Linked DNA regions of Rattus norvegicus: region 1 is linked to region 2. A link is a contact called in public Hi-C data. All regions are on one chromosome and are shown on one strand. Each heading gives the region's core, a stretch centred on a gene start, on an enhancer-like site or on the middle of the called end of the contact. The rest is flanking DNA. Distances are from core to core; before and after follow the strand shown.

The links. Hi-C and Micro-C count contacts between places; a contact is called where the count stands out from the background.
Region 1: a contact with region 2 is called in a Hi-C map of the A7r5 cell line, with 5 times the contacts expected there. The contact joins the enhancer-like site here to the promoter of Hmga2 in region 2. A contact is called at or near these places in 2 of 12 Hi-C or Micro-C datasets (the A7r5 cell line and the Rat2 cell line).

The regions. Positions count from the first base shown.
Region 1 is chr7:58,284,820-58,291,284 of GRCr8, reverse strand. Msrb3 (methionine sulfoxide reductase B3) reads left to right here. Exons shown (of 7, transcript NM_001398959.1): 2 at 3,663-3,788. The coding sequence starts at 3,713. Among named protein-coding and RNA genes, the nearest start is that of Msrb3, 23 kb to the left of the region's middle. Within about 2 kb of position 2,179, at least 9 of the 93 cell types and tissues checked have an H3K27ac peak or open chromatin away from gene starts, as enhancers often do. A contact at or near this core is called in the A7r5 cell line, where this site is marked.
Region 2 is chr7:57,878,018-57,884,373 of GRCr8, reverse strand. It overlaps Hmga2 (high mobility group AT-hook 2), which reads left to right and starts at 4,033. Exons shown (of 5, transcript NM_032070.2): 1 at 4,033-4,558. The coding sequence starts at 4,448.

The DNA.
Region 1 (6,465 bases), core at 930-3,429, 410 kb before region 2:
TCTGCTAAAGGAAATGGGGAAAGTGGTGGTTCGAGACTACACCCATCAGTGGAGCATTTTCTGTCAACAATGGTCTTTGTTTTAAGATTCCTTTCCTGGTTCTCACTGTCTGCACACCTTTTCTTTCTGGAGAGGAAGAAGATTGTGGTGATATTTGAGTGTTATGTTTTTAAAAATTGTCCTTGACAACATTCTAATTTGTCATTGGCTTTTGTCATTTGGCGGGGAGAGCGTTTTTACCAGCTCGTGAAAACCGCTCATGTGCACAGTTCTTTGCGTTTGTTGGCGAGGGATCCGACCTTCGGGGCTGACATTTCAAGTCCATGGGCACAGTCAGCTCTATCTGGAACTAATTATCAGCTTGGCGAATTCTCTGCATTCCCTGGTAATGCTCTCTCTCTGGCTAGTACTTTGTTCAACTTCAGACACAGAGGAAAAGAGGGAGTCAGGGAGGATCCAAACCAAAACCACCAGCACACTGAGTTCAGTCATGATCTGGACGTTAGAATTCTGAGGTAGTAGGGGTATTAGTAGGAAAGCAGAAAATTTTGAAAATCATAGGGCAGTTGAGTTATCTTTGAATTTTAAGTGGGGATGCTCTTCAGCCTCCCAACCTGTTCTATCCCTGGCTGGCAAGTGCACTATAATGGATTTTAATTCCTGTAAGCATCGTTAGCAAGGCAACTGGCAGAGACAACATTGGAAATGAGATGCCCTGAACAGCTGGATTCGTAGGTTAATCGTTGGCATTGAGTCTTCTACTCAGTAAGTGAATGAGTGCTTGGTTGTCATGTGTTGGGTAGTGGGGTACAAAAATGAAAAAAAAATCCCCTCCCTTCCTGGCAGTGTTAATTTAGAAGAGGTAAAGATGAAAACTCACCAGTATCCTGGAAATTGCTGTAGGATAGCTCATCATCGGGTGCTCTGTAGGGTGAGCGCTGGAAAAGCTATGCTGTGATTCCCGGCGGTGGTGGGAAAAGGTATTGGAGAGCACGGACTCGAAAGAGAGACCTGGAATTAGTAGGAACAGTTGGCTTGTTCCGGGATGGGGGGGGCGGTGATGGGCGTTGGGTCCAGCAGGACCATGGGGTGGGATAAGATATGGTGAGAAACACAAGAAGAAGGCATGGAGTTGGATGGGTGGGGAGGTGGGGAGGAGCTGGGAAGAGGTGGGCGAGGGGAAGCCAGGATCAGAATGTGCGGTTGGAAATTTTATTTTTTCGTAAACGTAACTTTCCAATTCATGTAATGTTAAACATGGCAAATATTTGACAGCTAACTTTTTCTGAACACATGCCACATACTAGGAGTTGTTAGGGGTCCTTTTAACTGATTGCTTTATTTAATGGTCACTTTAGAGTTGGGGAAGCAAAGGTAAGTGACTTGTCCAAGGTCATACATACAAGGAGTTACAGATACTAGCTGGGGTCCAGCCAGCCAGTTCAGCAACAAAGCTTGCCCACATCCCCAGTGATGGCCATCTTCCTGGAAATGGGCTGTGTGTTTTATGTCTGTCATCTGTGTCTGCTCTTTATTGCAAGTGTGAGAAAAATACACATGCTCTTTCTCTCTTCCCTCAAAACCTTAGCCCCCCCCCAAATATTGTGACCATGGTCTTGTCCCTGGATGGCACACACTAAAGGCACATTCCCTGTCTGATGGAGCTGCAGGGCATGCAGACACGGGCGGCAGCAATCTTTAGACCTGCCCCTCGGTCTGTGGCTCAGACATACATTCTCACTGTGCAAGCATTCTGTAAACTTGCCTGCCTTTTCTAACATACTTGTGAGCGTTAACATAATTGAGGTCTTATCAGTTCCCAGCCTATAAAAGGCGAGATTTGCGGGTGGCTCACACCACGACAGGTTGTGCTCTGTCGTTCTTCGGCATCTGAAAAGACAAGGTGGCTGTGGCAGTAATAACGTCCGTTGCTTTACCGTGTGGACCCTAGTGTGGCACTTCTAGGGTCGACTTTAAACACCAAAATGGAAACAAAGCAGCTTAAGCGCCCCCAAACCGGGCAAAACCAATTTGCCACTAGATGGCGCTCTGGCTATGTGGGTAGGAAAAAGGCAGCGAGGATGGACTATTAAATCACAGTCACTTTGAGCCTCTGGTATTTGCAGTCCTTGGCTTTTAATTGTAGACGGCATCTTTGTTCTTTGCCTGACCTGCGGGGTGACGTCACCGCCTTTCTTCCTGTGTGCTGGCTTTGACACAAGCCAGATGGCCACAGTGATCCGTAGGCGCCTAGGGAGCCTGGTACAGCGGTTGATGAAACAGAATAGGAAGACGTTTTATGGTCAGCTGCGGGAGCACAGAGAGGCCGCAGCTTTGCTAAGTAATTACATTTACCGCACATACTTTATCCCTCACGGGGAAGGGTCTCATGGAAAAAAGAAAAAAAAAACCTACATTTTTATTTATGGCGTTGTGAGGTATAGACCTTTGATCTTTTATTAGCCAGTAGTCTGCTACAAAGGCATGCAGTCTTTGCCTGCTCCGCAGTCACTCGTGAAAATGACATCTTTATTTATGTCTAACGGTTCTCTCAGGCTGTGCATTGTGATTCTTAAGCACCCCACCCCCACCCCCACCCCCTTACCTTCAGTTAGGAACACAGAAATGTTTTAGTTCTGTAGTGAGTTTAGTTTGGGGGAGTCAGAGTTCAGGCACGTTAATACAAGCAGATTTCGGTCAGATATACTCCAGAGTGATTTGGTCAAATATATTACTGTTTATTACAGATTTTCTCTTCAAGGGGGTCAGGAGAGTCCAGGAAAAGACTTTTATTTTGGGGTGGGGAATGGAGGAGGTGGCGGTGAGGAAATGAGCGGGACGTTAGTTTCATCCCGTCTTTGGACATTTGGCGGTTGAAGTTCCTTAACGTGGTGATTTTGAAGAAAACATGAGAGATTGATAATCACTGAGTCTTCTCCACATTCATCTGAAGTTAGTCCACACCAGTCAGGGCCTGGGTGAGATGTTTACGCACCAACCAGGGCCCTGTGTTGCTAATGCACATCCCACAAGCTGGGATTTTTGTCTGAAGTCCTGATATCATATAAGTTGGGGATTCTTCTACATGACTCATTTCCAAAGACTTCAGTAAGACACACACACACACACACACACACACACACACATATATATATATATATATATATATATATATTACCCCTTTCAATGTTGGGTCATGAGTTCTACTCACAGAATTTTATGTAGAAGGTATAAATCATAAAATCGAACAAAAGGGCACGTTCCCTGCGTCTTATTCAAAATTGACAGTTTGTGAAGACTCATAGCTGTCCTTAAGGTTTTTTGTTTTTTCCTTGTCTTAAAGGACAAGTCTCTCCGTAAGGACACATTCTGGCTCTGCTGTCAAGCAAGCATTCCACCCTGTGTTTGCTCTGTGCTCTTGGATCTGTGAGCCTCAATTTCACTCATATACGTATTGGGGATACAACCAGGCTCCTTGGCATAGTGCAGGAACTCTTGATGACTGCGAGTCAGCTGTGCGTCTGAAACCGGCGCACCGTGGCTTATTATCGACTGTGAATGTGCTCACCCTAGATAAACACAAACCATCAGTTGTTCGATGAGCGCGCTTAAAGGTCTCGAGGTTTTAATCCGTTGTTTTTTGTTTTCTGTCTCCTACTCAGCTGTCGCTGCTGCCTTTGCCTCCGGGTGTGTTGCTGAGGATACCACAGCGATGTCCGCCTTCAACCTGCTGCACTTGGTGACGAAGAGTCAGCCCGTGGCCCTGAGAGCCTGTGGGCTCCCCTCAGGTTGCTGACTGTTATACTGTCCTTTGTAGGGTGCCGGGCTGAGTGGGTATTTCTGCTGCGGGAAATGGTACACCAGCATGTTTTACTAAACTTCAGCTCTTTTAGTTGGACCCTAATTTAAAGATGGAAATTGGTTACAAACCCTCACTCTACTCTGAATTAGAGACACCGCCCAGTTTCCCTGCCCAGCATGCACTTGTCACTGATATTTCCTGGTGTCTTCTTGTTCTCCAGCACATCCTGTACACATCTGCAAGTCAGCGCACACGGGGCAGAACATTCAGCTTGTTAAGGGAATGCCAAGCTTCTCACGGCACATGTGGCTGTCCTTTAGGGGAAGTGAGAACTTTAAGGCAAGTGTGTTACTTAGACTGCAGCTAAGAAGAAAGGTTTCCAATTAACAAGAACCAAATAAACAGAAAGAATATAGCATGTTTCAAACTGGTTCTGAAATTAGAACCACTGGGGCTGGAGAGATGGCCCAGTGGTTAAGAGCACTGACTGCTCTTCCAGAGGTCCTGAGTTCAATTCCCAGCAACCACATGGTGGTTCACAACCATCTGTAATGGGATCTGATGCCCTCTTCTGGTGTGTCTGAAGACAGCTACAGTGTACTCTCAAACATAAAATAAATAATTTTTGCAAAATAAGATAAGTTAGAAACACTATGCTTTTTTTAAAATGTGATTTTTAAGCACTTAAAGGGAAGAGGAAAATTCAAACTTTCACTGTGTGTCCATACCATCTAAGTTAATATAGTCGCCTTACTGTATACATCTTTATCCATATATTGGGTAGAGAATTTAAAATTAAACACTAAGAATCAAATACATGAATATACATCGTGAGTAGTAAGGATACAATGATAAACAAGACTCAGTTGACTGGTTTTTCTTTCTTTTTGCTGGTCCTCTTTAGTTTTTTGTATTTTTTTTTTTTAATTTATTTATTTTATGTGCGAGTACACTGTCGTTTTCAGCCACACCAGAAGAGGGCGCCAGATCCCATTACAGATGGTTGTGAGCCACCATGTGGTTGCTGGGAATTAAACCCAGGACTTCTGGAAGAGCAGACGGTGCTCTTAACCTCTGAGCCAGCTCTCCAGCTCAGTTGATTTTTTTTTTTTCAACAAGTAGAGAGAAATAAAACCGTATGAGGCTCGCTGACCCTATTACGCTATGGCTAGACTGGACATGACTGCCTTGGGCCGAGTAGGGAACCAGAGCACAGTGATCTGGGACTCCGGAGCTTAGGAGGTTCCCACAAGGGAGATGGGTGGTCACAGAGCTTGAGCAGCGGCTAACTGCGTGGCCTGAAGCGGGGATAATTTCAGAACATGAAGTAGCGCGAGCAAGACATGAAGATAGAAATGAGGGATGTGTGGCAGGAAACACGTGGTCTGTGGGGGTCGCGGGGGGAAGACAAGGGCAAGTGGAAGAAGCGAGGAAGTAAGGAAATCTGGGCACATCAGGGGGTGCTGGGAATGGTGCGCTCAAGAGGGCTGAAGTTGTCATGGGCGTTCTATACACCCAGCGGTCGCAGCGTGGGGAGGGCCGGCGCTGGTTTTCCTACTTGAGGGCGGGCGCTGGTTTTCCTGCATAGCTTTGATAGGGCCTGAGATGGCAACTTGATTTCAGGTGTCAGATAGGGCACTTGTAAAAAGTAGATTTTATGTTGTTGATCTACGACAACTCACGAGTAAATGCAGCGTAATGCACGGGGCCCCGCCCCCAACCACTTTTGGCACTGTTCTTCCGGCCCTGCGCGTCCTGTGCTGCCCCGGTGTAGTAGAGTAGATAGATTTGAGGTTGTGTGGTGTCCTCGGGAGTCGAGTCTTGAAGATGGTGATGAGAGCAGATGGGACAAGATAAGGGTGGAAGACAGGGAGAGGCCGGCAGTAGACCTGGCTAGGCTCACCCATTGCATTGTGTCTGCTCACAAGGAAAAACTCGTTCGCTGCAGTCTTCCTACCAGAGGGCAGTTTCCCATCGCTATAGACACAAGTGACGGGGTCACAAGCGTTCAGTTAAGGCCTGTGTCTATTTTCCCCTTGTAAATGCCTCCATGGGGAAAAGCCCTGCACATAGTTTTGTAGGGCGGGTTTGCTATCCATAGTGGAGGCTTAAGAGTTTACAGAAGTAACTTTCAAAGAGCAGTGTGTTCCTTAAAATATAACAGGGCTAGTAAAGTATTCCACAATGAAACTGTTGAGTTGAAATACAAATAGCTTTCACTTTTGATAACAAAATAAATTCAGAGATAAATTCCACAAAACCGGGTAAGGAGCAAACCATTCCAGCACCAGAGCTCGGTAAGCAATTCTGGATCCAGACTGGTGGAAATTGGAATCTGGCTTTGACTCTTACTGTCTGGACGTCTTAGTTTCCATATTTTCACAAGAAAGACAATGATAGGTCCTGCCCAAAATGATTGCTGTGAGAATTAAATAGATTAGCATGTAAAAAAGCTTAGCACGCTGCCCGACCCAGAGTAAGCACCATACATATTTTCACTAGGTTCATTACAAAAACTCCTACGTTTATATCCTTTTGGGTTTATATTTTTCCATGAAAATAGACTTTTAAAACACTTAAGTATGTATAAATAAATTTCCGTTTATAACCACCTTTAATTTAATAAGAACCACAAATGCATGTGGCTTGAGATATATAACCTA
Region 2 (6,356 bases), core at 2,784-5,283:
ATTTCTGACATGTGAATATGTTAAAATGTAAACATCATGTTGGGTAAATCTTGAGAGCCCTGATCTCCTCATCACAGCTGAATCTTCCTTTGAGAAGAATGAAGATGTCTTGCTGCAGGGTACTTCTCTTATCCTGTGTGGTATGTTTTATAACATTGTAACTGTATTAAAATGACCTTTGTCTTAGTAATGAATTAATAATGATCACCAAAAGTTTGCTATGAAGGAAATAACATTTAGATAACATGAGTGAGACAGAAACAGGGATGAGGCAATGGCCGACACGCTGTCTGTCTTCGGGGACTATACAAGCAATTTTCATATAATCATGAGAAAAGTCGAGAGGACTAAATGTCACACAGGTTGTCAAGACAGGGCTAAAAAGCATTCCCATCCAGTTGCCTTTAGAAGTGTCTCATTGTGACCCACTATCAACAAGTACTGTCTGCAAACTTAGTATGTCCTTTGTGTCAAGGGTAAAATAAGAACGATTTTGCCTGTTATGCCATAGCAGACATTGTGAATTCTGAGCACCCAAATTTTCTTTCTTTCTTTTCTTCTTTCTCCCCACCTTCCCCCAAGACAGGGTTGCTCTGTAGACCAGGCTGGCCTTGAACTGGAAAAGATCTGCCTGTGCCTGCCTCCTGAGTGTTGGGATCAAAGGCACGTGCCACCACTTCCCCAGGTGCACCCCAGTCTGTAAAGCATGTAAAGCATGGAGTAGGAGATCTTAGAGCAATTTTATGCTTGTGCAGAGAATTCAATGAGAAACACTTGGACCCAAATTTTCTATAGTATCTCAGTTATTTTTAAAACTGTGTTCTGAGTCCTCTTGTTGGATTTTACCAACCACTAATGCACTTCCTTGCCTGAGCTAAACTTCAGTCTAAAGTCTGTGTCACAGATCAGGAGAAGGCTTATTGACATACACCTAGTGTGCTGATACTCGGTTTGATGGCAGGTGAAGGAGAAAAGGAGTGATTTAGTGTAGAAAAGCTCAACCTGGAATGAATGATTGCTACAGAGAGGATAGAGAGGACCGAACGATCGAGAAACTTAAATTTGGGGATTAAACTTAAATGTGAATGAGAAAATGTTTCCTCAAGACAAAAATATAACCATTGAGCTTAATTTAAAAACTGTCATATAAAGATACCACTTCAATAATAAAATCTTGATAATTTTAAAACAAGCTTTTATGCTTTGCCTAAAAGAAAAGAAGTATACAGTAACTTGAAAGGATTAGGCATCAAAGAATAACAATGTATAAGGCTAACTAGATAAAATCTAAGGAAAAACTTGTTTATATCCTTGTCTCTATAAACTCAAAAGGGCTCACATCTGAGAACGAAATGGAATGAAAACAATTGACTGGATGTCCCAATTTTTATGCGCTTCTCTTAGATTCTAGGTTAATGCAAAACAACAACAATGACAACAAAAAACCCAAAGCAAAACCTAAAACCAACACACACACACACACACACACACACACACACACACACACACACACTAGCCACACAACAACCAGTTCAAAGCTCGCCAGTGCCATCTCACCCCACCCGGGGTGGGAATCTCTTGCTAGCATTTGTGCTTTAAACAAACAAACAAACAAAGATCCAGGGAGATAATGTGATTCTCAGCATAAAATTAGCTGACTGAAATCCTGGGTGACTGTTGCTTAAATCCATCCCCTAAAACTTTGCCTGTCCTTCTGGCAAATCGTAACCAAACAAAAATCAAAACAGAAGCCTATATTATGCATGTATGTAAAATGCACGCATCAAAAAGTAAGTGCAATCACACACACACACACACACACACACACACACACACACACACACAGAGGAAACGTGCAAACTCCTCGGCTAGGAAATGTCAGTGCACTCGTGAGAAGGTGAAATTTCAGCCCCTTTGATGAAGATACCATCTTTCACCCAAGCCCTGACAAAACCTTGGGTTCCTGTTAGACCCCTCCCTCGTCATTCAGTTGCTGGGCTCCATCTGGAGGTATGGGGGGCTCTTCCTCTCCATCAGAGCTAAGCGTTCCCAGACTCAACGCCAGCCCTGGGTTCCTGCAGAGCACTCAATGTGAAGTGTCCCAACTCTGCAGAGGGCAGCTGGAAAGGGATTTAAAACGGCAACGTTGACCAATCAGCACGGTCGCGCCCAAGCCGACATTTATACGTGCCTCAAGTACAGCGGAACCTAGCAGAGACTAGATCCTGGGTTTAGGGCTGTAAAGAAGGCGTTTTTATTCCAGGGTGGTCTATATCTTTGTAAGAAAAAAAATTCTTCACCGAGTGAACATTTTTATTTTGGAGTCAGTCCAACACAATTTTGGGTGTGATGTGTGAAAATCTGACCCTAAGATTTTCCTTTTCTTCCCCTTTCAGTTTTGTGTTATTCAAGGATGAAAAAGAGGTACATTTTAGAACGTTCTACGACTTTCAAAATCCGACTGTGGTCACGATGGTGCTCGCATAACTTAGAAACAGCCCAGACTATAAAATTAGGATTTGGCAGAAAGGAATTCTGAGGGAGAGGGTTAAAATAAAGGTAAACTTCAGGAAGAGCTAGGCAATTGGTGCGGAGGAGGGGTAAGGAATCTGTAATATTTTTTATACTCTATAGGCGTTCGAACATGGGTGCACAGCGTCTGCTCCAGTAGTCAGTCCCGGAGGGGAAAAAAGCTCCACGAAGAAGCTGGCACGCTCGATGTTCCTGTGTACGGTGTGCAAATGTGTGCATTTATTGAGAATGTAATTGCTGGCACCATCGTGTGCCTGGAAGTGTGGATGGGCAGGAGTTTTCGTGCGTGTTTACCAGTGAAGTGTGTGTGCGCGCACACGTGCATCTGCGTGCAAGCATGTCTGCGGTCACACCCGTGGGCGCGTGTATCTTCGTGCACGCTGTGTTTGTGCGCCGGCCCGTGCGCTCTGGGGTGAGGGCTCTTCTCAGTGGAGCAGAGTCGGGGATGGGGGGTGGGGTGGCGCTCCGACTCCTTGGCCACCCATTCCCCGGGGCTGAAATACTAGACAGCGGCGATTGACCCTGAATGCTTCTGGAAACTTCGGGCACGGCTCGGTGGAAGCGCAGGTAGAGGCCAAGCTTCCTAGGGTAACTCTGAGATGGTCATTTTCTCTTTCCTTCCTAGGACAACCGCCCAGGGGTGGCCTCCGGCGGCGAGTCTAAGCCCTGTCTCTTTAACCCCACTGCAGGCGGGAGCATGTGAGCCAGGGCTCCGGGTGGCACCCGGGCGCCTCCGCCGCCTCCGCCGCTGCCCAGGCAGTTGTGTTTCGAACGTTGCCTCTGGCCGGCGGCCAGGCGCCTCGGCTCGGCGGTCCGCCTGGCCTGGCCTGCCCCCTCCCCTTGCTTCTCCTGCAGCCCCCTCCCCTTTATCCACCCACGATCAGAGGTGGGCACTCCCCACTCCCGCCACCTCCTCCGCAAGTGCAAGCGCGCGTACACACACTCACACACATACACACACACCCGCGCGCGAGCACACGCACACACTCATCCCCCTTGGATCCGGGGCAGTAACTCAGAAAACTTGCATCCCGGGCTGGGCGCTCCGGGTGCAGAACGCAGAGGCCAGCAGCTTGTCCCTCTGCGTCTCGGCAGGGCCGCCGCCGCCGCCTGACCCCGCCACCCGAGGAGGCGCGGTGCCACCCACTGCTCTGTTCCTTGCTGGAGTAGAGCTGAGTGCCCCACTGGATCCCGGCAGAACCTTCCCACTCTCTCCTTGCTTTCTGACCGCACAGTCTCTGTTTCTGTCTCGTTCTGTCTCTTTGTCTCTGTCTCCCCGTCTGTCTTCTCTCTGTGTTTTTCTGTCTCTGTCCCTCTCCCTGTGTCTCTCCGTGTCTCTGTCTCCCTCCCCCCTCCTTTCTTCTCTCCCTCCCTCTCCCTCTCTCCCTCTGGGGTGGGGGAGAGGAGGAGGAATTCTTTCCCCGCCTAACATTTCAAGGGACACAATTCACTCCAAGTCTCTTCCCATTCCAAGCCGCTGCCGAGCGTCCCAGTACCCACAACTCCCGAGCCGTAGCGGAGAGAGGAACCCTCTCCACCTCCAACTCTCCCTCTCCCTCGCTTCCCGCCTCCTCTCGCTACCTCCACCTCCACCTCCACCTCCGCCACCCACCGCCCGCAGCGCCTCCTCCTTTCCTCCTCCTTTCCTCCTCCTCTCCTCCTCCTCCACTCTTCCTCCCTCCCCTCTCTCTTTTTGGCAGCTGCTGGACGTCCGGTGTTGGTGGTGGCAGCGGCGGCAGCCTAAGCAGCAGCAGCCCCCAGCGCGCGCCAGCTCGCCCGCTCTCGCCGCCCCTGCCCTCTCCAGCTCTCTCCATCCCGTCTCCCGAAAGGTGTTGGGCGGATCCGAGGCAGCGGAGGCCGAGCGGCTGCAGCGGCGGTACCGGCGGAGGCAGCGGTAGCGGCGGCGGGAGGCAGGATGAGCGCACGCGGTGAGGGCGCCGGGCAGCCGTCCACATCAGCCCAGGGACAACCTGCCACCCCGGCGCCACAGAAGCGAGGACGCGGCCGACCCAGGAAGCAGCCGCAAGTCAGTACGCCGGCGCGGAGGGGCCACTCAGCCCACCCGCGACGCCTCTGCCCCGGGGCCCCGCGACACGCCGGGCGACCGGAGCGCGGGAGCGCAGCGGCCACGGCGGCGCAAGCTAGCCCGCCCGCCACCCGGGTGTAGGTGGGCGGGAGACTGAGTCCCCCTGGCGAGTGAGCAGAGCAGTCTTCCCATGTCCCCGCGCAGTCTTCCCTTGTCCCCGCGCCCCAAGGCTCCAGGAGCTGGGGGTCCCGCGGCTCGCTGCAGCCACCGGGCGGGAGGTAGGGTCGCGCGAGGCGTGGACCGGGACTTTCGCTATTGTGAGCAGTCCTGGAGCGGCGCGGCGTGGCTGGGGGGACAACGAGCCTCTGGGGTCCCACGGATTAAAAGCGTCGCTTTGTCAGCCGCTTTTGGCGACCGGGCGACTGGGGCGTTCAGGAGGGTCAGGACGCGGCGAGTCGGAGGCTCTGAGTCCCGCGGCTTCCTCCAGCTTCTCGGGGCCGCCGTTCCGCAGGAGGCTGGTGCGCCTCGGCTGTCTCCTCGGTGCCCTCCCCACACTCCATGGCCCAAGGCTCGCGCCCTCCCGACAAAGAACGCGTGCGGAGCCTACTGCCCTCCGGTTGCTCCTCGGGATCTTTAAAAGCCCGCCGAGCTGCTGAAGCCTTCCGGGCTGGCGGGGAAGGGGAGCCCGGGGGATCCCAGGCCCCCGCGGGCCCGGGAAACGCGCTTCGCCCAGGGAGCTTTGGAAGGAGAGTGCACAGTAGCTAGGGTCGCTTCCCGCCAGGAGCCGGGTCCCCCGTTGGCTCCTTGATCCCGCGCCTCTGAGCAGCCTAAGTTTTAGCGTCCTCCTTGGCGAGTGGCTGGGGGCTGGGAAGGGATGGTCGAGGGGCACCCAGGACCCCGCGGAATGGAGGGTTTTGTCTGCGGATGCAACTAATTAAGCGTGCAGCCGGCTATTGCAGAGCTGTGCGTTGCGCTCAGGGCCGGGGGCGGGCGGGCGGGCGGGCGGGGGTTGGGGCGTCCGTAGTAATTTCCAAGCCTAGGGACGCGTCTATTGAGAACAGTTAAACTCCCTTCCCGGCCTTAAAAAAAAAAAATCTCATTTCTAATTTTGCTTTAAATCGCCTCCCTCGAGCGGATTAGAAAATAATCCTAAAGTCCCAAATTGCCCCCAAAGCGCTAGGTGGGAAATCGAAGAATGTTTGCTGGTGTGTTTTAGGAAAATGAGGAGTGTACCTTTTGGAAAACATCAAAGGAAACAAACTAATCTAGAGGCCTCCGAGTTTTCCCGCTCTGCCCTTAGCGACACTTTACAGTGCATTTGGATCCTGTTTTACACCTCCCAGGAAGTCTCCGCTCTACCCCCTTGCTCCCCACCAGCCACCCAGGTTTTCTGAATTCTACTAATCGTACCCCCTCCCCCAAAGTCTAAAGGAAAACGCAATGGGATCCGGAGGTGGCTGGGAGTTTTTACCTTTGAGTTAAGGCCGAGTTCACAAAGAAAAATGTGTTTCCGATGTGTTTGCTCTAAGTGCCCACTGGCGCTAATATCCAATGGAAGTTTCTAAGCACCCCCCTCCGCTATCCCCCTCCCCCGCTCTCTAGAATGAGAACTTCCATTGAGAACGCTCACGAGTTGTAATTAGGCTCATTTAAGCACCCAGTCTGAATGAAACAAGAGCAGATGATTCACCGGGGAGACGCTCAGCGTTCCCGGCGAATCTATCGTCGCATTTTCTTAACTGCTGACTGAGTATTGGCTACTCAACCTAGCACCCAATAAAGTAAAACGTTCATATAC